4 separate regions of the Mus musculus genome follow, and all the other regions are linked to region 2. Evidence: chromatin contacts called from public Hi-C and HiChIP or PLAC-seq data. All regions are on one chromosome and are shown on one strand. The core of a region is the stretch at or near the end of the contact, and the rest is flanking DNA. Distances in the headings are between cores, read along the strand shown. Region 1 holds the start of Aamdc (adipogenesis associated Mth938 domain containing). Region 2 holds the start of Gab2 (growth factor receptor bound protein 2-associated protein 2). Region 3 holds the start of Kctd14 (potassium channel tetramerisation domain containing 14). Region 4 has its middle 17 kb from the start of Alg8.

What was found. Hi-C and Micro-C count contacts between places; a contact is called where the count stands out from the background. HiChIP or PLAC-seq counts read pairs in DNA pulled down with a chosen protein or histone mark.
Region 1: a contact with region 2 is called in a Hi-C map of muscle stem cells, with 5 times the contacts expected there. The contact joins the promoter of Aamdc here to the promoter of Gab2 in region 2. A contact is called at or near these places in 4 of 39 promoter capture datasets (the 3T3-L1 cell line, cranial neural crest, hippocampal neurons and 1 more), 6 of 484 Hi-C or Micro-C datasets (the G1E-ER4 cell line, cerebral cortex, embryonic stem cells and 3 more) and 1 of 9 other capture datasets (adipose tissue).
Region 3: a contact with region 2 is called in a FOXA1 HiChIP or PLAC-seq map of pancreatic cancer cells. The contact joins the promoter of Kctd14 here to the promoter of Gab2 in region 2. A contact is called at or near these places in 1 of 39 promoter capture datasets (the C10 cell line) and 2 of 115 datasets of contacts at active chromatin or transcription factors (acute myeloid leukemia and pancreatic cancer cells).
Region 4: a contact with region 2 is called in an H3K27ac HiChIP or PLAC-seq map of bone marrow-derived dendritic cells, with 5 times the contacts expected there. The contact joins the enhancer-like site here to the promoter of Gab2 in region 2. A contact is called at or near these places in 7 of 39 promoter capture datasets (the C10 cell line, the HPC-7 cell line, cranial neural crest and 3 more), 2 of 15 datasets of contacts at CTCF or cohesin (the G1E-ER4 cell line and pro-B cells), 18 of 484 Hi-C or Micro-C datasets (B cells, the Ba/F3 cell line, the G1E-ER4 cell line and 11 more), 16 of 115 datasets of contacts at active chromatin or transcription factors (the 230-238 cell line, acute myeloid leukemia, bone marrow-derived dendritic cells and 11 more) and 1 of 9 other capture datasets (adipose tissue).

The regions. Positions count from the first base shown.
Region 1 is chr7:97,575,417-97,582,160 of GRCm38.p6, forward strand. Aamdc (adipogenesis associated Mth938 domain containing) reads right to left here and starts at 4,081. Exons shown (of 5, transcript NM_001177945.1): 1 at 3,950-4,081; 2 at 172-275. The coding sequence starts at 237. Rsf1 (remodeling and spacing factor 1) reads left to right here and starts at 4,480. Exons shown (of 16, transcript NM_001081267.2): 1 at 4,480-4,689. The coding sequence starts at 4,488.
Region 2 is chr7:97,076,959-97,083,560 of GRCm38.p6, forward strand. It overlaps Gab2 (growth factor receptor bound protein 2-associated protein 2), which reads left to right and starts at 4,793. Exons shown (of 10, transcript NM_010248.2): 1 at 4,793-4,948. The coding sequence starts at 4,868.
Region 3 is chr7:97,449,453-97,455,400 of GRCm38.p6, forward strand. It overlaps Kctd14 (potassium channel tetramerisation domain containing 14), which reads left to right and starts at 1,882. Exons shown (of 3, transcript NM_001136235.1): 1 at 1,882-2,094; 2 at 3,860-4,010. The coding sequence starts at 2,033.
Region 4 is chr7:97,351,648-97,357,794 of GRCm38.p6, forward strand. No RefSeq gene overlaps it. Among named protein-coding and RNA genes, the nearest start is that of Alg8, 17 kb to the right of the region's middle. Within about 2 kb of position 3,669, at least 115 of the 459 cell types and tissues checked have an H3K27ac peak or open chromatin away from gene starts, as enhancers often do. A contact at or near this core is called in B cells, the Ba/F3 cell line, the HPC-7 cell line and 11 more, where this site is marked.

The DNA of each region.
Region 1 (6,744 bases), core at 2,831-5,330, 500 kb after region 2:
GCAGGTGGGGTGGGTAACGCCTTTAATCCCAGCACATGGGAGGTGGCAACTGAAGGGCCACTGCAAGTTTGAGTCATGTCTAGTGAGATACTTTCTAAAACACTGACAGAAAACAAACAAACAAACAAACAAACCACAAAAGAGAAAAGAGAGGGGCATGGTGGAACACACCTGTGATCCCAGCACTTGGGAGGTGAGGAGGAGGGTCGGGAGGAGTTCAGGGAACCTCACATACATAGTCAGTTAGGGATAAACCAGGACTCATGGTACCTTGCCTGAAAAGAAACAAAACAGCTGAAAGTCAAGACAGAAACCTGATAAGGTTTACATAACACGTAATCAAACCTTCCACCTCCTTCAAAGTTTCTTTTCATAGACATTCTTTCACAAAGGTATAATTCAAAATATTGTGTGCCTGGCTTTTTGTTGTTACAAAACAGCTGATAGAGATGAAGTCTGGCTCATATTTTCCTTTCTTTCTTTAAAGATTTTTTTTTCTGTTTTTAATTTTCCATGTCATGTGTGTGGATGCCTGTGTGTCACAGCATGCTTGTGGAGGCCAGAGAACAACTTGTAAGAGTCAGGCCATCACAGCTTTAATCACGGCACCGTCTCACCAGCTTCTGGGTCAGATTCGCTTCGGTCCTTCTCCAGATTCTCCTTTGTCCTCCCCTACCTCCACATTTTGCATTTTGAGACTTCTATCAAAATTCTTAGTTTGATATTCCCAATTTCATATCTAAAATGCATATCTTCCCACTTATTAAAACTTTGCAGTAATAATCCACAGCTATATTTCCTCTTATTAACAAATGTATTTATTAATTTATGAGTATATATGTGTGCCTGAGTGTATGTATACTTCACTTCCTGTGAGCAGATGACTTTAGAAGCCAGAAGAGGGCACCAGATGCTTAAAAACTAGAGTTACAGGTGGTTGGGAGCTGTTGGATACAGGAACTGGGAACCAAACCTGGGTCCTCAAGTCTAACCTTAGGTTCTCTGGGAAGAGTTCTCTTAACTGCAAGCCATCTTCAGCTGTACTGTCTCTCTCCTATTTGAGACAGTTTTACTGTGTAGCCCTGGCTAGCCTTGAGCCCTGAGACTGCCTGTTTCTGCTTTTTGGTCCTAGAATGAAAAGCCTGTGTCATCACATCCCGCTACAACCATATTTTCTTAGAAACTTAAACAAACAAACAAAAAACCTAAACCCTTATTGTAGTAAAATATATGTAACATAAAAGAGAACCATTTAAATCATTTTCAGTACTATTAAGCATATTGTGCTTTGTAATTTTTTTATCTCTCTCCCTCTCCCTCTCTCTCTTAGAGAGAGGAAAGGTCTCTTTACACAGTCTTGGCTTCCTTAGAATTACCTGGCTGGCCTTGCACTCACAGAGACATACCAACCTCTGCCTCCCTAGTGCTGGGATTAATGGCATTTTTGATTTGAGGGTTTGTTGATCAGATTAAGACTCGCTATTCCAGTGGCTAAATATAGATGGCTAAGTGAATAAACATACTTGGTCTTCTTCCAGAGAACCTATGGTTCCTAGCACCCAAATCCTGTGGCTTACAAGGGGATCTGATGCTCTCTCTTCTGGATTACGCAATACGCATGTGCACATAAACACAAGATCATTTAAAATACAAACAAACAAACTGGTTATGGTTGCACACATCAGTAATACAAATGTTCGGAAGGTTTAGGCAGGAGGACCAGAAGTTCAAAGCCATCCTATCTACATAGGAAGTTGGAGGACAGAATGGAATACATGGGACCCTGTGTGAAATAATAAAATAAAAGGACTCATTATTTTTGGACCTAGAGAGATGGCTCTGCAGTTACTGCTCATTGCTTTTGTAGACGACTCAGGGTTCAGTTGCCAGTACCCACACCTATAACTCCAATTCTAGAGGAACGATGCCTTCTCGCCTCCAGCGGCACCTGTATACATGCAGTGCACATAATAAACTCAGGTAAGCACACACACATACATTAACTAAGAAAAAATAAATCTGAAGACAACATTTATTTTAAAGACCAGTAAGATGGTCAGTAAATAAAGGTGCTCACAGAGGAAGCCTGGCCACTCAAGTTCATTCCCTGGAGCACGCATAAAAGGTAGAAGAACAGAAGTGATTCAACAAAGCTGTCTTCTGACATGCAGGCAAATAGCGCAAATGTCTGCACACACACAGATAATATCTTAAAAGAATCATAATTCTAAGTAATAACTTTCAGAGAACTTCTTTCCTCTTGAAAAATGAGTTTCTTTGCTAATGAAAATGATATAGACCATTATGGTTTTCCCTCTTTTTACCTGGAAACACATAACATTCTTTAATGTTTATCTGTGAAGCCAATGCCCATGTTCCTGGCATAATTATTTGCCTATTAAAAAAAAACTTTCTTTAGTCACACATTTTCCTATTTAATCTGATTTAGAATATGTGTTGCTTTAGTTTTAGGAAGTAGGTGTTATGTAAGTTTTAAATATATTCTTAAAATTTTGGCATAATGTAATAAATTGTAGGCTCAATATAGCTGGATTCAATCTAGATTATAATTTTTTTATAAGAAAGATTTGATTCTTTGAAACAGTCTTACTCTATAGCCTGAACTCAGAGTTCTTCCTGACTCTGCCACCTGCCAGGACAAGAAGGAATCTTTCAAAGTACATTCAATGTGACAGAAAAACATACTAACCACTTTACTGTGAACTATCCATGCTGTAGATATTATTATTCACTTTACTAAAGTTCAAAGTAACAAAGAAACTTCGGAAGGTTATAAAGTAATTAGGGATAGGACTCAAGTCTGGTTCAACTCAAACTTACTTCCTGCTCCTAAGCATACAGTATACTGCTTCCTAAGCTGCAGGTTCTATTTATTTTCCATTGTTGATGACTTTCCCCATTCTGGGATTCTTTCTGAGAGAATGCTACAACCAACTCTGGAATGGAGTAGAACTCTGCTTCCTAACAAGCTTACTGCTGTGCAGCGAACTCCCAGCTTTCTAAGTAGAATCCTAGCTCACCCTCTAGACCTTGGCCAACTTAGAGCCTGAGCTGAGCCCAGAGTCTTCTTAGCATCTTAGTTCCCGAGTAGAGAGTGGTTCCTCAGATTTGGTCACCCAGCAGAGGCAATTCCTCATTAGTGATCCACAGAGTACCTTAGGCCCTGGTCCACCGGTTCCATCTGGCAAGGAAGCTCTTTAAACAGGACAGTAAAACAACTCAAAACAGCTTCAGGAAGTCCCTGAAACTAACCAGATTCATTAGGTCTCTCTCTGTCAGAGCAAACAGTAAAAGGTGATCGTCTCTCTCAAACTAAAGGAAGTTGAGCTGAAAAAAAAAAAAAAAAAGCCTCTCAGACAAGCTGCACTGCAAAGAAGACTCTGAGATGGGACCAGCTGCCTGGGAGGAGCAGAAGCCAGCTGAGCTGCCTGGAAGAGGTTCAGACCAGAGTCACTTGGAAAGGACATGCCAACGCAGTGAGCTGCCTGCAGGCTGTGCAGTTTTTATAATCTGTCACCCATGCTGGGGTGGGCCCTGGGGTCGCAGCTGTCTCTGAGTCATTCCTGCTCCTGTAAGTGACCCCTTATCCATGCTCCTGTTAAAATAAAACGCATTGGTTCGCCAAGTTGGACTTTGGTGTTATCTGTACTTCGGTCTGTCGGTGGGAGCTCTGTCTGGGGTGAGATGTGTTTACCGTCCCCCCAGGAAAAGTTTGGTCACACAACACTCAGGAGAGGGCAACACCCCTCAGCAAACTTTCTGAGACTTCTCTCCAGGGTCCCGCGCCAAGCCACAACCGCACCTTTCCTTCTCCTAACCTCTCTCCTCCCTGCCATTCTCTTTTGCTGCATCTTGGTGTCTCTCTTCAACTCCCTCTCTGTCTCTCTCTCTTGGTCGTCTCCGTTCCCAGATCCCGCAGAAAACTCACGCAGCGCTTCTGTTCGCGGTTGTTCCTCCAGTCGGATCCGTGCTTCACCTTTCCCTGCAGCTAGCCGAGGGACTCTGAGCCACAGCGGTTCAGCCACCAGGCCTGGAATTCGCCTTCAGCCGGCCCACACCCGAAGCTCCGCCCCCTCCCCCCATTGGCTATCGTTCTTAGAAAGTCCCGCCCCCAACCTCTCCGCCCCGCTTCCCTTGTTTTCATTCCCCCTGTCACACGAGGCAGTAGCGACCCCGAAGTGGGAGGGAAGAAGTCGGAGCCTTGAAGTCGTAGAGGGAAGGGGACGGGAAGAGGGCGGAAAGTGAAGGGCCCAGAGTGCCTCTCTGTCCCCGATCTAACTCAGTTCTCGACTGCTCCGGGCCGGCGTGGTATTGTGGGATCGCGGCGCCTGGCGCGAGACGCTCGCCGCCGCAGGGGCGTCCACTCGAGAGCGCCTCCTGTCGTCCGTAAAGCTACCCTGCCATCCCTCGGTCCCCCCAACTCCTCCCGCCCCCCCATCCCCTCCTCCTCCATCCTCCAGTTCAAAATGGCGGCGGCGGCGGCGGCGGCGGCGGCGGCAGCGGCAGCGGCGATGGCTCCTCCGGGCTGCCCGGGTTCGTGCCCCAACTTCGCCGTAGTCTGCTCCTTCTTGGAACGCTACGGGCCGCTGCTGGACCTGCCCGAGTTGCCGTTCCCAGAGCTGGAGCGGGTGCTGCAGGCGCCGCCGCCAGACATCGGCAACGGAGAAGGTAAGCGATCGGCCCGAAAGCCCGGCGGGAAGCGGCCCTGGCGCGCTTTAGCTCTCCATAGATACCCTGGGGCTCTGCGGCCGTCCCTCGCCAGGGATTGGCCTCCGCGGAGTCCCTACTCCTCGTAGCCCGGGGGTTCCTGGGTGCTGGGGAGGCGGGGCGGAGGCCCCCTAGGGCCACCGTGCCCCGCGGGGACGGAGGTGGGGGCGTCGCGGACCGGGTGTGGGCTAGGGCCCAGGAGGGGGTATTGTGCCGGCCTGACGCTCTGGGGCCGGGTCCCCCGCGCCGGTGTTGCCTCCAGTTCTTACCCCTTTAGGTGGCGGGGGAAGGGGAGCGCAGGTTCCGGCCAGCTTTGCGCTTTTCTCTTCCCCTCCTCCCACCAATCCGCCCCACCGTCTCCCGGGAGGCTGGGCCCATCTTCTCTCGGCGCCCCCTCTGCTCACTCCACCTGAGTGGGCGGGGGCCCGCGGACACTCCGCTCTCCCGGTGGTGGGAACTCCCCCGAGAGAGTCGGCTCCTGCCTTTTCCCGTCCCCTGGAGGGCTGGTCTAGCCCCCCAAACTCCTTCCTCCTTGGGAGATCTGAGTCTATGACCAGAGAGGGGGCTTCCCCCCTATTCTCGCGTAGGAAGGGGAAATGAACTCGGCCCAGCTTCTCCGCTCTGGGTAGGAGAGGGTTAATATCTCCTCCTCCATAGTTTTTCTCCTCACCACCTCCCCCAAAATAATAGAAAAGCATCTCTCCACTTTTCTCTATCCCTTCCCCCTATCTCAGCTACAGGGCTTAAGGGAAGAAGTCACTCTTCCATTTGCTGGCTGGGGTGGGGTGGTTAGTCTGTAGGCTGGAGGAGGGGCTCAGATGGCTGGGGAAACAGTTGAAGAAGGTGCTTGTTGCTCATGTTTCTCTCTGGTGCCGCTGGTCTATTATTGGTGTTCGCAAGTGGTGCTCCTTCCACATAAGGCCACCGCGCGGGTTCAGGGCGCATGCTCTGCCCGGCCCCATTGAAACTTCCTGCTGCTGCTGCTGGTCGTGGTTCTTTTGCTGGAGCATCTCAGCGCTGTGTTTGCTGCTTGCAGTCTTTACACGCTGAGCGCTAACCCTCTCCCCTATTAGTCCCGATCCATTCCGCTCCTTTTCTGGTACTTTATTTCCCTAGGAGAAGCCTAATTTGTGTACTCCGAACATTGCCTTTGTTTAGCGACAGCCCTTGGCAAAAGAAGAAACGTTTCCCAAATAGGTCTTCTTTTCTTCTTTTTCTTTTGATCTGTGCGTAGATGACCAGGGTGGACTGGGTATTGTACAAGGCATGATAGCTGTGACCTTTCTAAGAAAGCAGAGTTGCTTTTTTGTTCTGTATAGAAAATACGTTTCCGATATGATGTATTTACATAGCTAAGGAAAGACCCAAGTGTGAACTTATTCAAAGTATTACCTGTAGAGAAAATGTGTGATATACAATGTTATTAAGTATTAATCCTACAGCAGTTATTGGTACAATGGTCGTATACTTTCTTTCCACTTTCTCTTTTGAGACTGGCCTGGAATTCTGTATACCATGCTGGCTTGGAACTCTTAGGAATCCTCCTGCCTCTGCCTGCCTCGTGCTAGGATTAAAGGCATTTGTCACTACGCCAGGCTCTGCATCTCTTTACTGGTTCACAGTTCTTAGACTGTATCTGGCTATAAAAATCTAGTTTTTTAAACTATGAAATCAGAGTTAAATTACTTTAGGTTAAGATTTTTTGCAGACTTTCTTTAAACATTAAGCTTCTAGTGTATTAATTTCATTATCAAAATATATTCACATTCTTTTTGAAGAAAGTAGTCACTGTGAAGTGTAGTAGTACCCTCACTTAATTTTAGGATACTTTAAAATTAATAGTAATTTATTCGTCAGAAAATGTGAGTACTTGAGGGGAAATGTTTTTAGAATTTGGACCAAGTTAAGAGCCAGACATAGATTTTTTGGTGTGCCATTTGATTTTGAATATTGGATAAGCTTTCATTCCCTTAATTTTTAATCATTGTGTTTACTTGGTGTTAGTATTGAAAGAGA
Region 2 (6,602 bases), core at 3,543-6,042:
ATCAGGGGATGTGATTTCTCCTCCTTTCCTAGTTCTGTGAGAGTAGAGAAGTTTAGTGCTAGAACTGAAGTACTGTTAGTAAAGCCAGGCATTAGAATAACCAGAAAGATTCAATGCTTACTCCCTAAGAGGAAGAAAACTGGATTTGGAAACCAAAGGTTAACAGAGTTGGCTCTCTGGAGCCTGAGGGTATAAGCCAAAAGGTCAGAGGAACTGTGGATTTTGAAACTCCTCAAGAGTTACAGCTGTTAATTAGGTCAGCTCTGTAGCCCTAAACTACACTCTTAAGCTATACAGTCATCTTCATGGGTCAGGGGCCCCTGCATCTGCTCAGCCTGTCCATCTAGGCAGTGGCTACAGTAGGACTTCTCTAGGATTCTGGGTGTTCCCAGTAGTCCACAGTCATCCTTGTCATCCCCTTTAAAGGAATGACCATGTATTGTGAATCTGGCCTCAAAAATTAAGATATACTCCTGCCCTCAAGGAACTCATAACTGGTTGTTTGCAGTAAAGAAAGTGTGGTAAGTGCTGGGGAAGTGGGTCTTGACGTGTCTTCAAGGTCTAATTTGAGCTGCCTCTCTGTGGAGCAGGTAAGGAGCTGGTCCTTGTTTGTAGAGCCCAGTAGTTTTAGGAGACTGTGGCAAGTGGGTTTGCAGCAGGATCTGTGTAACAGTGATGTTGCTTTGGCCACCATAGCAAAAGATAATCTAAAGAAACACTAATATGCCTCCCTCCTTTGAGCTATCAGATCATTAAAACAATGGAATGAAGACATGCAGGAAGAATGTGTTAGCCAAAGAAGGGACTTGCTTCCTAGCAAGAGAGTCTATACAGGGGGACAACTTCCAAGATAAACTGGAGCTAAGACAATGATTGGCCGGTGATTGATAGGACCACACCTGGTTAGTTAGAATTATAACTATAATTAGTAGAAGTAACTTAGTTACTTATGCCTTTTACCCTCTATTTAAACCTAAGCCTCAAGTCAGTGTTCTCCTTGGGGTTAGGACTTGGGGTTAGGAGTTAGGTCACTGTAGCTTTTTGTTTCTCAGTATGGCCACTCTGGATACATTTCCTTTCTCAGCTTTTCACCATTAATGGTCTCTTTATTGTCATATGAGGACAGATGACTGTAGCTTGCTAAGGTTGCCAGGGACTAGGTTTTCATCTAATGACTCCAGTAACACTGTCATCCTCAGCGCTGTTGAAGCCATGTCCTAGGAGGCTAATACCACAGAAGAAGTAACAATGGTCCTTTGTTTGTTTTGTTTTCCAGTTTTTGAGACAGGAGCTCACTATGTAGCTCTGGCTGTCTTAGAATTCATTGTGCAGACTAGGCTGGCTTTGAACTCACAGAGACACACCTGCTTCTGGTTCCCAGAGTGCTGGGATTAAAGTCATGCATCATGGTGCCTGGCTGGTGATGGCTATTGACAAAGGTAAGAGTGGAAAACTGGACTAGCTTAAGCTTTTCAAAGAAGTTTATTTAACAATTCATAGAGAAGAAACCAAATTAAGTCTTAATCACACCCCAAGCCCACCATCCTCAGCCTTGGGTAATCAGATGGTAAGTTGATGAGGGTAATAAAGTTGGTTCTAAACAACCAGGAGGCACCCAACAAACATCCCTGAGAGGTGTGTGTCCCGAAAGTCACCAGCTGAGATGGCTCATCTGCTCACACTGACTGCACAGGCAGCACTCTGCTCTGAAATGAACCTGTCTTCTCAATTGAAGGGAAGAAAAGGCAGAAACATCCAACCCCACTAGCAGGCCAACGACTGACGTCAAGCCTCGTGAGAATGGTTTTTAATCACTCCAGCCTGGTGTGCAGTTGAGGACAGCTCTTTCCAGCTCTCTCAACCCATTCCTGGGATCCTTCCACCAGCCATGCACCTGCTGCTGGCCACAAATCCTCAGCTTTGAGACAGGCACGAATGCAGGCTGCCTCCCATAACATTCAAAGCCACACTCACCCATTAGAGCCCAGGCTTTGTGGAGGAGATGGCAACAAGGCATAGGTGGTGTCTGCCCACCCCTACCCCCCACAACACACACACACAATGTGTGCTTGTTTTAAATCTCTGCATGACAACCTCCCCTAAAATGTTCATTTCCTGGGAACTTAATGGGAATATGGGATTAATGTCCCAAAGAACTCTTGGGGCTGGCTATTAATTCCTCTTAGGAAATACCAGTGGTCTTTAATCAAAATTGCCTAAATTACAATCTAGCGAAGCATGTCCTTGCAGGGCTTAGGGGTCGGTGTCATTTTAACTATTTCCAATAGATGGCGCCCATCTTCACGTTAATAAATCATTCACATAATTTGTTTTCCAGTTTTTTCTAGGGAGATGGGGGGCTGGGGACACAACAGCGAATGGAGAGGACATAGTGAAAGTCCAGACAGGAACATTCTGTCCAAGGGCTGTCTCCAGGCCTCACGCACTTCTGAGAGTCTGAAGACAGAGCCAGGGAGCCCAACAACAGTCATGCTCCCTGTGTGCAGCTAGCACCTCTGGGCACCCACTAATAAGGACAGACAATGAAAGTCAGGGCAGAAGAGCAGGGGCACTATGTGTAGCCCCTGCTGAGTTTTGGAGAAGGATTGGGACATTCTGAAGATTCCCCAAACCGGAGCTCTGTAACTGTTATATTTCAAGACCCTTTCTGTTTTTGATCACATAACACCAGACTGCCAATTTCATGAACTTAAAAATAACAACCCGTCTTTGCTAAACAAAACCAACCCAGACTAATAGTTGATGAGTCTCCCCGCCTGTGTCTTAAATCTCACAATTCTCGGATTAGTATTCCCGCTCTCCTAGGAGAGGGTAGGGCATATGTCTGCTTGACTTCCATCACAACCCTAGGTGCAGCCAGTCTTTGCAGATTTCTCAGGCTGCAATCCTGGAGATTTGGCACCAGGACTCAAATGTGAATGGAATCAGGGTTGCTTTGTTGTGACTGGGAGTCACTGCCTCCTGGTTGACTTGGCAGACTAAGTATTTTGATATTTATGTCTCACAAAGTGTTTAAGGTCCTGGGAGCCAGAGGTTTTAAAATGGCCATAATTCTAGTGGTGGCTTAAGAATCCCTAAATTAAAAAGTCAAGGGTGATTATGGTCCCAGATACAGCCTAAGCATTCTAGCTTCATGTTCTGTGGAGCTACTCTGGATACTTGAAGGTCAGTGGAATGGGTCAAAGGTCCCTTCATCTCTCAGAGTGACTAGAATTGCTAAGCACAGGTAGGAATCAGCTTTTATAATTGAAATGGTTAAAGATTCCCCAATCCAAACAAAATCTGTTAGACTAAAAGATGTCCAACTATCTAAAATAACTAGCTTTGGTGCACCCAGAGAGAAGACTAAAATAATCCAGAAAACAAAGGTTATGCTGAGGCATTGCAAGATGCTGCCTCTCCGGTTCATGCATCAACCACACAACTCCCTGTTGATAAAGTGGGTTACTAAGCAACTTCATGAGAAACTAGAAGGGAACCTACCTTTTAAATGCTGTTTGGAAAGGTACTTTGTGAGTTAAAAAAAGAACTCTTACCAAAGGTTTTGGTTTTGCTTTTCTTTTTCCTCCACTTTCCCCCTGGAGCACTGGTGTTGGGTGTTTGCTTCCTGGTCCTTTATCTCAACCCTCTCAGCACAAGCCAGTGAGAAAAAGATCTCTATATTCACATTTATATAGGAGAGATCTCTTATAAAGTCAATGAGTGGAAACTCTGGACATTTTTATCACAATTTCTTGTTCTTTTATACCTCCTTGTTTTCCAATTCATTGTGTTCTGCAAAACTTACAGTTTCCTTTTACTGGATTCAGTTTTCCCAGAGGCACTATGGGAGAGCGCCAGCTGGACTTTGTTTCTCAGCAATAAGATCTAGTCCCGTCCAGTCCCCCCACACCCCCCCCCCAAGCACCCTTTGATCTACAGACATTACTGCAGTAATGTCACTCTGGGAAAAAAAAAAAAAAACAGGAGAGAAGATTCCCCTCCCCTCCTCCCAAAACACCTGGATTAGAAAGGCCTGCATTGTGTCAGCTGTGTGGCTTCAGGCTATCTGTAAAATGGGTATAATTATGACCTATCCAATTTGTAAGGCAGTGAAGATAATCGCTGTGGAAGGTGAATGCAGTAAGCTCCCAGCACACAGTATGTCTGTTTGCTGCTTCTCTGGCCTAGAGATGTGAGAGTTAACTTACAGTGAAGCAGGACTCATTTCAGCCAGAATCGGACTTACTGAAACCTGAAACTGTGGGAATGGACAGGAAACCGGAGCAGTCCTTGGATCTCTGTCCTACTCTTCCACGACGCTGGGGAAGAGGGGTTGAGCATAGGCTCAACGTTCGACCTAGGGTGGATAGCCTCTGGCCTTCCCTCACCCTAGCACCGGCACCACCCAGAGGTCTTCACGACCCCGCCTGCAGCTCCAGGCTTAGAGGGGGGAAAAAACCAACAACAGCCACCAAGACCCTGAGGACGCAGCTGCTGGCGACAGCTCGTCTCACGGCCTCCGGGCCTGTGGGGTCCAGGCTAACTGGCCTCTGCGCCGGCTGCCCTCGGGGACCTCGCGGGGCTGTGGGCGTGGCGAGCGCCCGCCTGCTGAGGCGCCCTGGTGGGGCTGTGTGTGTGTGTGTGTGCGCGCGCGCGCGCGCGGCCGGAGGGCGGGGGGGGGGGGTGGAACTCGAGCGCGCGCAGGCAGCCGGGCCCGCGCGCCTCACTGCCTCGTCCTCGCCCCGGGGCTGCCGGGCCCCTCCCCTCCCCCGCGAGCCGCGCACCGGCAGCCGGCTGACCCAGCAGCCCGCGCCCGCGCCCTTGTCCGCGCGAGCCGGCGGCGGGCTCCAGTTTAGCCGGCGACATGAGCGGCGGCGGCGGCGACGACGTGGTGTGTACCGGCTGGCTGAGGAAATCGCCTCCCGAGAAGAAGTTGAGGCGCTATGTGAGTGAGGCGAGCGGGCGAGCGGGCGCGGCCCGGCGGGAGGGCGGCCGGGGGCTGTCCCGCGGCCTCGGAGATGGGGGCGCTGAGAGAGGCCGGGCGCGGCGAGCCGGGGCCCCGCGGCCTCCGAGGGCGAGAGCGGCGGGCGCGAGTGGGGCGCCTCACACCTGTCACAGGTGCGCCGCCGAGGGGCGGGGCGCAGGTCGGGGCTGCGGCTGCCGCCTGCCTCCCCGAGAACTCCTCGCTCGCCGAGCCGAAGTTTGGAGCGATTGTTCCGGGCGACCGGGAGAGTAAAACGCCCGGGGCCGAAGGAGCCGAGTCGCCCCGATCGGGAGGGTAGGCTGAGGGGCCGCGCGGCCCCGGGCCCACAAAGGGCGAGGCGCCGGCGCCCCTCTCCCGGTCCCTTTCTCTGTCCGCCCCTCCCCGGTGGCCGCCTTGCTTCCTTCCAGTCTGCGGCCACTACATCACGGGCAGCGTCAGCGGCATGTGCAGCGCTTGTATTAAGTGACTCATTTGTTTGTCCCCCTTCTTTCCCATTATTCCGAATGTTTCTCACATACCCCCCCCCCCCACACACACACACCGCGGTCCTCCGCCCCACGGGGTGACACTGCAGTTTGGTCCTCAATAACTGGCCAGAGTTTTGTGTCGTCTGGTGTCTGGGGTCTGAAGATGTGGCTCTGAATTGCTAGGTGGTGCGAGCTGGCTGTGTGTAGTGAAATTGGTGGGACGGGCCGTCCCCTCTACGTGAGAAACTGGCAGTTGGGGTCGGGGCACCCACTTCTTGTCTACCGAGCTCAGAGAACAAAATGGTGCCAGGATCCGAGATTGGGGTAGTCTGAGGAGTTTAGAAACGGAAAGTCCGTTAAAGGAGTGCAGGTCCTCCCATCTTCTCGCTCTCCACTTGCCAAGAATCGTCCTTGTTCTGCTGCCTGGGAGTGCTGGACTCTGAGAAATCACTCCCACAGCCTGGAAGTGAGCGGTCGCTTCCAGCTGCAGTGCATCAAGGGAGCTCCCAACAGACCCTGCCCTCTGTCAGCTGCACTAGTGGCTGGCCATGGGGGACAGAAGCTTACCAGAGTTTCCTGTCTCTACTCCCCAGATCAGAATCAAGGGACTTCTGGCCTCTGGACTGAGGAAGTGACATTCTGTTTTTCAAAGGAAGTGTTGTTGGGGAGTGCAAGTGTGTCAATGAAACCAGGCTCTGACTTAGGTCACTTGCTTGCTGGGAAGAGGGGGCAGGGGGAAGGGCAGGGAATCTAAGGATTTAGTGCATGCCTTTTGAAAATGGACAGAGATTTGGCATACAGTAATATAGTAGGGGTGTTTAAGCTTGAAAGCTCATTTGGGGGGGGGAGTTGATATGAGTAAAATATTTTAATTACTAGGAGCTTTTTCTTTTGTTTTGTTCTGTTGCCTGTTGCTGTAGCCTAGGCTTGAACTGCCAGCACTTACACTTGGGAAACAAGAGACAGGAGGATCAGAGGTTCAAAACCAGCCTAGCTTGCTACTTGAGACCCTGTCTCTCATTTGCATACCAAACAACACACACACACACACACACACACACACACACGCACGCACGCACGCGCGTGCCCATCATGGATGCACACAACTTCAAGATGGCTTAATGGGTAAAAGCAGTGTCCCTTAAGCC
Region 3 (5,948 bases), core at 632-3,131, 370 kb after region 2:
TTCTGTCTTTAGCTGTAACCTGTCTCTGTAGAACTGTCCTGGTAAAACTGTCATATCTATCTATCTATCTATCTATCTATCTATCTATCTATCTATCTATCTATCTATCTATCTATCTATCTGCTGCTTTCTTAAGTCCCTTCTCTTTGTTGTCTGTTCTCATGAGAGTTGGGCATATTCTATCTCTGACTCATTCTGTCAAATCTTTTTCTGATTTGTCACTTTGTCTGCCCCTAATTAGTCACATCCAAACATGGCTACTTCCTTCTACGAACTAACTTTACCTTCATTGTTTGGAATTCAAGGTGTGTACTAAGGTCATGTCTGTATTCCAGCCAGAGACGGTAAAGGCGTACTATTCCAGCTGGATCCCACAGGCCTAGAATGTCTTTGGATGAGATCCCTTTACCAGAGTAGCCATGTTGCTGGATTAAAATTCCTCTACACACCCCAGGACCACCTGCCCAGGGATGGTACAGCCCATAGTGGGCTGAGTTCTTCCACATCACTCATCAATAAAGAAAATCCCAGCAGGGCAGTGGTGTCGCACGCCTTTAATCCTAGCACTTGGGAGGCAGAGGCAGGCGGATTTCTGAGTTCAAGGCCAGCCTGGTCTACAGAGTGAATTCCCAGACAGCCAGGGCTACACAGAGAATGCCGATAAATGCAGATACAAACTTGCACGAGGATGGTTTGCTATACTCGTTATGGTTTTCACCAGCAGATCCCCACTACATGACTGCTGTAATACTATTCTATTTTTCTTTTTATTATTTTTAACTGTGCGTGTTTATGGAGCAGCATGTATATGTGTATGTACATGTGCATGTGTATGTATGTGTGTAGAGGCTAGAAGACAACTCAGGTGTCATCCTGTCTGTCTTTACACAGGGTCTCTTCTTGGTCTGGAGTTCATCAATTAGACTAGACTGGCAGGCAGGCAGGCCCCAGGGATCCTTCTGTATCTATTTCCCCAGCTCTGGGATTACAAATTGTACCACTATACTGAGTTGTTGATTTTGGCTTTTGCTGTCTTGTATTGTCTTGTTTGTTTATTGTTTGCTTGTTTGGTTTTGTTTTGTTTCTGTTTTTCTTTTGAGATAGGATCTGGCTGGCCTGGAACTCGTTATGCAGAATAGGCTGGCTTCTGTCTCATAGGGATCCCCTGCCTCTACCTCCTTGGTGTTGGGATTAAAGGCATGCACCACCACACTCAGCCATAGTGAGTATTTTTAATGGCTCTACTGAGACACCTCTCCAGGCTTACTTTTTTCTTGTCTCTTTCTTCTCGTGTTGTTGGGAACAAGCAAAAGAAATTTATTTTAAGTACTACCATTTCACTTTCAGACTCTTTTAATCAAAGGGAGAAAAATAAATTCAAGGTCCCAGGCCTTAGGGCAGCTGGGGACTTCCCAATGGCTGAACATCTTCTGTTATACACAGTTGTCTGAGTCCACACATCTCAGGGACAACCTGTCCATCTTGCTGGCAGGTCAAACAAGTTCATGCTCCCAGGCCTAGGAATGAACACCTATCCCACTTCTGTTTTCTCAATTGTCTATTACCTGGTAAAGAATACAGAAAGTGCATACATTCTATAACTGCATAAACAATTGCCTGTTCTGCCCTAATTGACTACGTGCAGCCAAGCAGCTCCTTTTCCCTTATCAGTCTGGGCTCCGGACCTAATGTTTAGGAGAGTGAATCAAGGACCTTGAAGCCAGGTGCTTGGATGCAGCCCAGTCTCTGATGGCTACTCCCTTGTTTAACCCACAATGTCACACACAACTAGATAACACTGCACCCCCCCCCAGCCCCCATTTGCTTTGTGTTCCCATCCTTTAAAGATGGTGTACAATCCCTCTTCTCAGACATGTTTCAGATCCAGAACTGGCCACCTCCTTGAGTGCTCAGAAAACAAAGCTTTCATTTTTAAGCTTCCATATCTGAAATGAGTTTTCTCAACTTTTACCCTGAACCCAACAGTGTATCCCAAGCTGGCCTAAAATTTGCTATGTAGCCAAGAATAAGGATGATGTTGAACTCTGACTATCTTCTCTTCCTGCCTCTACCTCCCAAGTGCTGGAATTACAGGTATGTGTGCATGTGGGGTGTGCATGTGCCTGTGGGTGGGTGGATGGGGCTAAAAGAGGGCATCAGCTTCCCTGGAGCTGGAGTTAGCAGGTAGTTGTGAAGATCCTGATGTGAGCGCTGGGAACCAGACTCTCCTCCTCTGAAAGAGCAGCAAGCACTCTTAACTGCTGAGCCATATCTCCAGCCCCCATCTCTCTTTTTAACACATAACATTGCATGGCACAGACAGACTGTGATTTAGTCAACTGTTAACTATCTAATTTTGCTAACACAAACAGATCAGTGGCAAATACATTCACCCACATACCCTTCAGAACGGTGCTTTTTGTTATCTCTGTCGGATGGAGTCCCAAAAGTAGGGTTCTTTCCCCCACCCCTTTGGTAGAGATGGCCAATTAATGTCTAAAGGTCACAGCAGTTCATATTCCAATCAGCAAGGTTTGAGCACCTGTTTTCCTTCATCCCCACAAGTTCAGGCATTTTGTTCTTCTATTTTCCAATTTTCTTGCCTAAGAATAGTATACATATACACCGTTGCTCCTTCAAGGGCGTTTCCTGAGTTCCTTCTCAACTGCACTTATGATTTATTTCGGCTACTTGAGCTTTTCATTTTTGTGGGTCTATTTGACTTTTAAAAATCTCCGTGGTCTTTTTAAAAATTCGTACGTCCTTGTTCTTTACTCATGTCTAAGTCACTCTTTGGTTTTTGTTTTGTAGCTGTGTGGATGGGACTCCGGGCCTGGTGCACGCTAGGCAAGCGCTCCACCACTTAGCCGTGCCTGCAGCCCAGTGTGCTCAGGTTTTAGATGCTTGCTTTTATTTGTTTAATGACATTAAGTAAGCTCCCACTGTATCCCAACAGTCTCAGCACTAAGGGGCCCCCACAGGTTTCTGTTGACTTTTCCCCCTCTGCCTTGTTTCCTTTTGTGCTTTGTGGTTTTGAGCTGTGGGTTTGTTTGATGAACTGCTTGCTATCTGTGTACATTCTTTGAAACTTGGTTTAATTATACTTCCATTCAGGGAAGGTTTTGTTGTCCCCTTCTTTCCTTCCTTTCCTCTTTCCTAGTGGGGTGCCTGTATGTGTGTGTTTTGCTGGGGGTCAAACCCAGATGTCATACATCCTAAGGGAGTGTGCTACCACTGAGCTATAGCTCTGCTTCAGTTTTTATTTTTCTTTGCCAAGTATTAATTTGACTACCTAGTCAGTTTCATTTTTGTTAAATTTCTGGTGGTCGTCCCTGCTGCTGACCACACTGAGCCATAGATCCATCGGGGTTCTCCCCTGTAGCGTAAGTATTTTTAAAGAAGTCTTTTCTAGCACAGAACTAAGGAATAAAACAGACAAGTTTCACAACATCTATCTTTGAGTGGCAGATGGTTTTCTTCCAATTTACTATTTTATAGTCTCTGGTCTGACATCCTACCCTCAGAGAGCCCCAGGATTCGTCTCCTAGTTCCCCGTTTCTGAGAAATTACAGGTTACTTGAAGTTGATGGCTGCCCAAAGAACCAATGGGGTCCGTGCTGGATGTCTCAGAACATGTCCTTAAGTCTTTAATCCAGCTAAATGAGCACTAACTAGAAGAGTTTTACCAAAGAGGCCAAGTGGGAGGTACAGACTTAGAGTTCCTCAGGGGCGGGGTGTCAGGAACCTCTCCGGCTGGTAAGTTATCTACACGTGGCAGGACTGTTCCCTGCCCATAAGTTATCCACTCAAGACAGCGTTGTGTACCCAACGAGAGCTGAGAGCCGTCTTTTCCTGCCAGGATGAGCCTGCCCGCAAACCAGATCAAGGAGCCCGGCAAGCAGTCTCAGCCCGCAAAATCGCTCAAGGAACCCAGTCAGGAGGCTCTGCCTGTAAACCTACTCAAGGAGTCCAGCCAGGAGTCCCGGATCCTGTGCCCTGACCCGGCCATCGTAAGTGCACCCCTGCGTGGCCGCTGCTCTGGTTGTCCTGAACACCCCACCTCCAACCCCTGCCGGCGCTTTCCTAGCTCCATTCCATTATCTGCCCCCTATCCTCTATTAGTCCCGCACACACCCCCAATCGACACCCTCCCCCGCCCCGCCCCTCCACGCTCTTCTCCGGAGTTTTCTCTTTTGTGCCTGTTAGTAAACTTCTTTGCTACTTGTGCATTCCCGCCTCTGGCTCCACCTAGCTCTGTGCAGTCTCTCATTTGCCCTTTTCTCCCCTGCTCTCTGTCTGCACTTAGTCTGCTTTAGTTCCTGCGTGTGTTCCTCTGAAAACCTCTAGCTTGGTGTAGTCCCGGAGGTGGAGGGTGGGGGAGGTGGCTCCTTCGGTCAGTCCAGTGGCTCTGCCACCTGGTAGAGGTAGCATATCCAGCCTGCCTGGACAGATGATTTTCTCTGACTCCCACACTGGCCAGCTCCAGCACTCCCTCTCTGCTTACTGGCCTTCTCTCACGGACTCCCTGGACTTTGGGAGAAGGAAGAAAGACTAAGGGAAGGTGATGAGGCCAACACTGGAGATTTTCTCAAAGCTGTGCTAGACCCCAAGAAGGAAGTGTGATGAAGACTATACATGTCCATACAGGAAGACACAAACTCGGTTTTAGTTCATTGAACACACACTCAAAATATCTAAATACTCCAGTCATGCCCAAGATTTGGCTCAGTAGCAGAGGCAACTTGCTAGCCTTGGGAGGACCTGGACTTGATCCCTAGCAACTGCCCAAAAACCAGGAACAACAAAGAACAATAATCCAACAAATAACGATAATAATTCTTTAACTTGAACTCCACCACACATACCTACAGTGCTGCTTTGGCCTCTGGAGACTATCTTTTCTTTTTCCTTTCTCTTTCTCTCTTTCTTTTTTTTTTTTTTTTTTCTTTTCTTTTCTTTTTTTTTTTTTTTTCTTTTTTTTTTTTGAGACAGGGTTTCTCTGTGTAGCCCTGGCTGTCCTGGAACTCACTCTCAGAAATCCACCTGCCTCTGCCTCCCAAGTGCTGGGATTAAAGGCATGCACCACCATTGCCCAGCCTGGAGACTGTCTTAAACACAAAAGGAAAGGTGGCTGGCCAACATCAACTCTTTTGGGACATGTTAACCTTGTATTATAATGAACTAAGTTTAAGCTGAGATGCCTAAAAGAATAAATCAAAAAGCTCAATGAAGTTCTCCAGAGTTTTAGTTGAAACAAAACACAACTTTGAGGGTGTGTTAAGTGGGTGGCACCCCCCCCCCCCCCGCCTTAGTGTAGAAGCTAGCTTCTAAAGGTGCCTGCCTCACTTAGGGAAAGCGGCTCTTCGTGGGGTTATGAGTATGTCACTGTTGGCTGTTTTCAAAGCTACCTGCCTATTGTCAAGATGTTTAACACCAGGGTGTTCCGTCTTCCCTGCTCAAGAAGTGCTTGAATGAGTTCCTGGGCAAAGGTCATCTATGGAGCCAGCACTGAGCTAGACGCCAAGGTAGGGCAAGATATGCGTTTCTCAGAATACCAGGTTCTCCTGTGGGTCAGGACCAAGGGTGAACTTCGTTCAATATAGCAGGTATTCACTGCGTGTCCATGGTGTGCTGAGTCCTGGTGGCAGGTGCTACTCACGTGACTGTGGACCAAGCATAGTGTTCCCTTTTCAAACTTCACAGTCTAACGGAGGATGAACGAATAGGAGTACAAGGGAGCAGCCAATGTCACAGTGGAGCTACCTATCTATCACTCTGGGATCCTGAGACACCCTTCTGGAAGGGCCCCTGGGGAGCTACCTTGAAAGACTGTAGACTTGCCAGGCATGGTGACACACACCCTTAATACTAGCAAGTGGGCGGCAGAGGCAGGTGGATCTCTGTGTGTAAGGCTAGATTGGTTTACAGAGCAAGGTCCAGGGCAACCA
Region 4 (6,147 bases), core at 2,419-4,918, 270 kb after region 2:
TGGGTACCCTCAGTCTACTTCAGAACCTTTGGGACAGTGTACGACAGGCCAAGAGTAGAAGTCTGGTGGCACTGAGGAGAAAGATTGGCCAGTCAACGCCAGAGGCTCACTGAGCACCCACAGCTCCCAGGTCCCACCTGACCCAAAGGCTGACTGGATGGACTTTGAGGGAGGTGCTGTCAGCCAATCACATGGGTAACAAATCTGAACCACGGGTGTCTGACTCGCATCCCTGCTGCCAATATTCCCACAGCATTTCTAAGCTTCTCTTACCATTTTCCAATTCTCTGGCAGGCTAGAGTATTCCAAGACACTCTCCTCTATGCCAGGTGCCCTCAGCCTGCCAAGGCCTAGGTTCCCTTTTACTAGGAGCTGGACATAGGCCTAGTTAAGCCACATTTGAAATCCTCTGGGAATCCATGCAGCTAAAGAACAAAGGGTGTGTGCTCTCTCCCAGACCCTAGTGTTGTGTTGAATTTATGTAATAAACACCCTTCGCTACCTCCAAGCGTCTTCATATCCAGTTTCCTCCTGAGGCGTGGGACACGGTGTGCTAGCTCACACTTCTGCCTGGGCTGCCCCTCTACCTCCTTGTCTTCCCAGCAAGCCTCTACTCGTCCCTAGCACTCTGCATAGGCTCTGCTTTCTTCACCAGATGAGTCCTGACCCTCTTGAGCCCCCCTGGACCTCAGGGGGATGTTTATCATTGTTGTTCACCCAACGTGTTAATGATAAACCATCAACAGCCACATCTCTGGGGCAAAGTTGGTAGCCTGCACCAGTCGCCATGGCACAAATGCGCTCGAGTGATTAATTTCAAGCCACCAATGTGGTATCACTGCAAAGGAGAGAAGAGAGGCTCACAGAGTTCGGGAGCCCAGAGTAAGATGTCCCCATCTGCCGGGCAGTAGTGGTGCACACCTTTAATCCTAGCACTTGGGAGGCAGAGGCAAGCGGGTTTCTGAGTTCAAGGCCAGCCTGGTCTACAGAGTGAGTTCCAGGACAGCCAGGGCTACACAGAGAAACCCTGTCTCAAAAAAAAAAAAAAAAAAAAGATGTCTCCATCTCTGCCACTCTTTCTTGTAAGTGAAGGAGCTCTGCCTTGCTGTTTAGACGGAAAGTCCACTGGAACTTTTTCTTGTAGCACAGGGACATCAACCAGTCACAGCCCTATGCTGACTCATCTTGTGTCAGCTTGACACAGAGTCAGCAGAGAGGAGCGAGCCTCAACTGAGAAAATGCCTCCAGATCAGGCTGTATAGATTTGGGTGGGGGCGGGGTGGGGTGGGGGGAGTGCAGGGGTGAGGTTATGTTTCTCTGTTTAGCTTTGACTGTCCTGGAACTAGCTTTGTAGACCAGGCTGACCTTGAACTCAAAGATCCACCTGCCTCTGCCTCCCAAGTACTGAGATTAAAGGTGTGCGCCACCACTGCCCGGCTTTATAAGGCATTTCTTAATTAGTGATTGACTGGGGAGAGCCCAGCCCGTAGTGAATGGTACTGTCCCTGGGCTGGTGGTCTTGGCTTCTATAAAAAGCAGGCTAAGCAAGTTAGTAAGCAACTCTCCTCCACGGCCTCTGTGTCAGTTCCTGTCTTCGGGTTCCTGACATTTGAGTTCCTGTCCTGACTTCTTTTGTTGATGAACAGCAATATGGACGTATGAGCTGAACAAGCCCTTTCCTTCCCAAGTGCTTTTGGTTACTGTATTTCATTGCAGCAATAGTAACCCTAACTAAAACAAGCTCTTTCCAGGCAGAAGTCAGCTTTCTACGGTAAGACCTTTGAAAAGGTGGTTGGGTCATGGGTAGAAACTCATAATTGGATGAGTGACCTTCTAAGGGAGGCTGGAGAGGACGCCCTTGCCCTTTCTACCTCATGAGAGCACAGTGAAAAGATGGCCGTGTATCAGCCAGGGAGGGAACAGCAATACCTCGGATGATAAATGGTCCACAAAAGTCCACGGATGAAAGGCTTGCTTCCCAGGAGCCTTTGAGAGGTGAGTGGTGGGAGGTTCTTAGCTCACTGAAAGGAATTGTGGGTTTGTGTCTCTCTATCTGCCTGCCTGCCTTTCTTCCTGACTTGAGATGTAACTTCTTCTAACACGTACTCCTCCCATGATGTATTACCCTCACCACAGGCCCCACTCAAAAGGAAACTTTTTTTTGAGACAAGTTAGCTATGTAGCCCAGGTTGGCCTCTCAATGCAAGCCTAGACTTGCCCCCAAGTGACAATCCTTCCTTAGCATCCTAAGTGCTAGGACTACACACGTGGATCACCATATCCAATCTAAGGAAACTTGATAGTTACTGGGAATTGAACCCGGGGCTTTGTGCTTGCTAGGTAACCACTAGGTTTTATCCCTGACTACAAAAACCAAATCTCTCTTTATTTCATAAGAACCTATATCAGATACTTTTTATAGTCACGGAAAGCTGATTTAATGCATAGTTTTTCGATGGATACGTAATGTACCTCAATCTTAGACTTAATGGCCTCTAAAACTATGAGGGAAAAAGTTGTATCCTTTAGGGTCTGTTTCAGAGCCAGGATACTCACCAAACTATGTACAAAGCCCTAGGTCCTATCCTCAGCACTGAAACAAGGCTTTCTCCTATTGGTTATAAACCTTTCTGTTTATTATGTTCCCCCCACCCAAACTATGACATCTGCAAACTCTGCTAAACAACAAACATATCCCATAGATGTGATCTGTGAGATCATAAAACCCATATAGCCACATTTGGGAAGGCTGGTGGGAAAGAGAGGCGGGCTCCATGTAGCATGGACCTACCTCAAAAGCAGACTGGCCAGCCTGGTGATGCTTCCAGAGACATATCACCTCGCTCTTTACAACCAAATTTACCTCTCTGCCCTCATTTAACCTCTGAAGAGAAGCTGCTGTAGCTGCACCTGGTTTCATAGATGAAGACACTGGGGTGCAAGCAGGTGAAATGACTTGCCTGTGGTCACACTGAAGTACAGTGCCCTGCACATAATATGCTTTTAGCTAACATTACATTTAATTAAGTAGCATTTAAGTGGCCTAGTTGGGGGAAAAAAAATCTTCCTAGGAACTGATCAGACTGAGTCCCCTTTCAAAGTTATATCCATTCAACTGTGAAGCCAAGGACAGAATAGGATGCCCAGTGCCAAGGCTCACAATCAGACTTTCCTTTTGCAAATGACTTTGAGTGAATCTCTTCACTGTCCTGGGCCTGAAAGCTTCCTCAGCAAAATGCAACATAGCAGCTATTCTATCTACGAGCTAGAAGTCTTTTTCTAGCCAGAGCTGGATGGTAAGATCACCTTCCTACCATAGAAACATCCCAGCAGAGCTCAGAAAAAGCCATGTTTGGTTTCAGGCATCTGTCAGGCAGAGGACTGGACTCTTGTGTTTCCAGTCAGCCTTTCATCTTGTGTCATGAACGTGTAACCAAGATGCTAAGTTGATGAGCCATCATAAGACTATTTTACACTGTGTTTCCCAGTGTGGACTGGATTGCACTAAGTGCTATAGGGATAAGTGGCCAGGCAAAGTGAAGTCACTCAAAGAGTAGGTCACACCAGGAGCCCTCGAGAAGCTTTTGTGAGGGTGTGGCTCATGGTGTCGCTGCCTCCTTGACAGGAAGCCAGAGTAGACAAGCAACGCTCCCAGACCCAACTTTGCTGAGGAAGACAACAGGCTCATTTTTAATCAGCTGGTGACAGAAAGCAGAACCTTCAGGGACTTTCCAGAATGTCACATTTGTTGGCTACTTTTGGCACAGAATCAAAAACACTAAGTTGAAAGCAAGCTTGGGACAGGCCACTTAAGATGGAGAGGAAAGAGATCTGCTGTAAAAGTCCAACAGAGAAAGTTTGGATCCTGGCTCTGCCGCGCACCTTGAAACAGCAGCACTGTCCTGTTCAGTCTCGATGGCGGTGTGTAGAAATGGACATGAAAATGCCTGCAGTCGGGAAGATGACCAGCTGAGGCCAGCCTGTGCTGCCACAGAGAGTGCGACTGCCTCCTGCCTGCATTCTTTGTTTTTCTCTCCAGGCAGCTGTAGCCATGGGAGGTCCTCAGCTCGGTAAATTTCGCAAGGCCAGACTCCAGGGCCCCTGACGCCTCTCCTCTCTTACCCACTATGCTGTACATAAAAGCTTCTCTTCATACTTGGAAGCCTTTCTCCTTTCAACCCCTTGGTCAGTGAGTAGTAGCTCTGAAACAAGAACTCAAAGCCATAGGTTCATTTCCTAGGACCCACCAAAACTCAAGTGGGACATAAGCAGTGCTTAGATTTCCCTAACAGCCAGATTTGGATAGTTCTGCCAGTGATTGCCAGCCTGACCCTACACCTTCTACTCCTTTGCAGAAACCTGATATTGAATATCAGCCAGACTCTTAGGCTCCACCCAAATACCCACACCGCTCCTTCTTAAGTAGATCTTGCTGCCAAGAGCCAGAAAACTAGACATACTATCTCTCATCGATCAATACATATATTTGTCTCAAATTCCAGTATCAATAAAATCAGGATAAAACTTAACAATTAAGAGTCTAATTATCAGCTTCTATTCCTATGTGATAGAACATAAAATCAGCTTGTGTCTTGCCGTTGTCATAGGTGAAGTAAAATCCGTCGTGGCCTAGCTAAAACCCTCACTGTGAGTCTGTGCAGTTCCCTGCACTGTTTAGGCTCACTTCTTCCTGAGTTTACCATCTTATCGCCACCCATTCTCCCACCTAGGCCATGAAGCTGGCCATCAGCCAGCCAAGCAGAGAGGCCTTCAAAAAAATCAACCCTGCTGACACCTTGTTCAAGGGCCCCAAGACTCTGGAGAAATGAGGAAATCATCTGCCTTTGTTTAAGCTGTCCAGCCTTAATTACTTTGTCCTAGAAGCCCTGTGAGAGGAGAAGGAACTGGAAGGAGGCCAAGAGGGAGGGAGAATCTTGCACTCCCGTTTTCTGCGCTGCAAACCATGCCCAGGTCCCAGGACACAATGAGGCAGAGCAAGGGAAACCATACCTGGAGCTCCCATTGATACTCTAGAGGCTGCTAAAATCTGCATGCTTTCTGCTTTGCTTGAAAGATTTTTCTAGTTAGGCATGAGTCCTAGCACTTGGATCCCTGTGAGTTTGAGGCCAGCCTGATCTACATAGTGAGCTCCAGGATGGCCAGGGCTCCATAGAGAGACTCTGTCTTAAAAAGAAAAAATACATATAAATCCAGACAAGCCAGAAGAAAACTTCCTCTCCAACGGAAAGAGGAAGGAGGACCTGCTTGGTGAGTTCTGTCCAAGTTGAGTCAGTGCCCTGCTGGCCAGTCCCCAGCTAGAGTCTGGAGTGGTTTGTTCTCATGTGTTTGAGGACTGGGTCAGCAGAATACATCTCAGGATTGTTTGTCTGTTTGCCCTTGTTGCCTCATGACTCCAGACAAGAATGCCAAAACTCATTCTCCCACCAGCACGCGCCAAGAAGTCCTCTTAGGGATAAAATGCCAAGATTAATGTTAAAAGGCTCAAAGACTTTCCCAAATGTCCCATGCCCGTGAGCTGGTAGGAAAGCCAGCAAGGGGCAGGAGGCAAGAGTTCCAGGGCCCGGCCTTGGCTCTTTCTCTGACAGGCTGTGTAATGCAGATCTGTTGTTTTGCCTCTCTGGCCTTGTTTCTGTGTGAGGGAAGCAATGGGGCCAGATATATAAACAGGTCCTTCCCCATCCAAGCACAGTAATGAGTGCCAGGGAGACTGGGGCACGAGCCTAGGATATATTCAGTTTCAGAAAAATCATCGACCAAGGTGGGCAGCAACCAGTAAGGAAGCAAAGCAGGGAGAAGAGCAGCCCCCTTCCCTGGCTGGAGAGCTAGGCAGGGTCTGGAGGGGAGTATCTGAACTGAACTTTAAGGAAAGAGCAAAGTCAAGTTTACAACAGTTACAAAAGAGCAGTGCTGGAGGCAGAGAAGGGTCTGGGCATCTAGACACGGCTCTAGGATTTGCAAGTTATGTCGCTTCTGTGCCTGATTCCCTCATTCACTGGGTACTTAGCATATGAGAGGCCCTAATTCAATAATATTCAACATACACACACGCACAAACACATATGTTGCACTTATAACTCTGGAGAGTTTTGTGTGCTATGTTAATTCAGCCAGGCACACATCACTAAA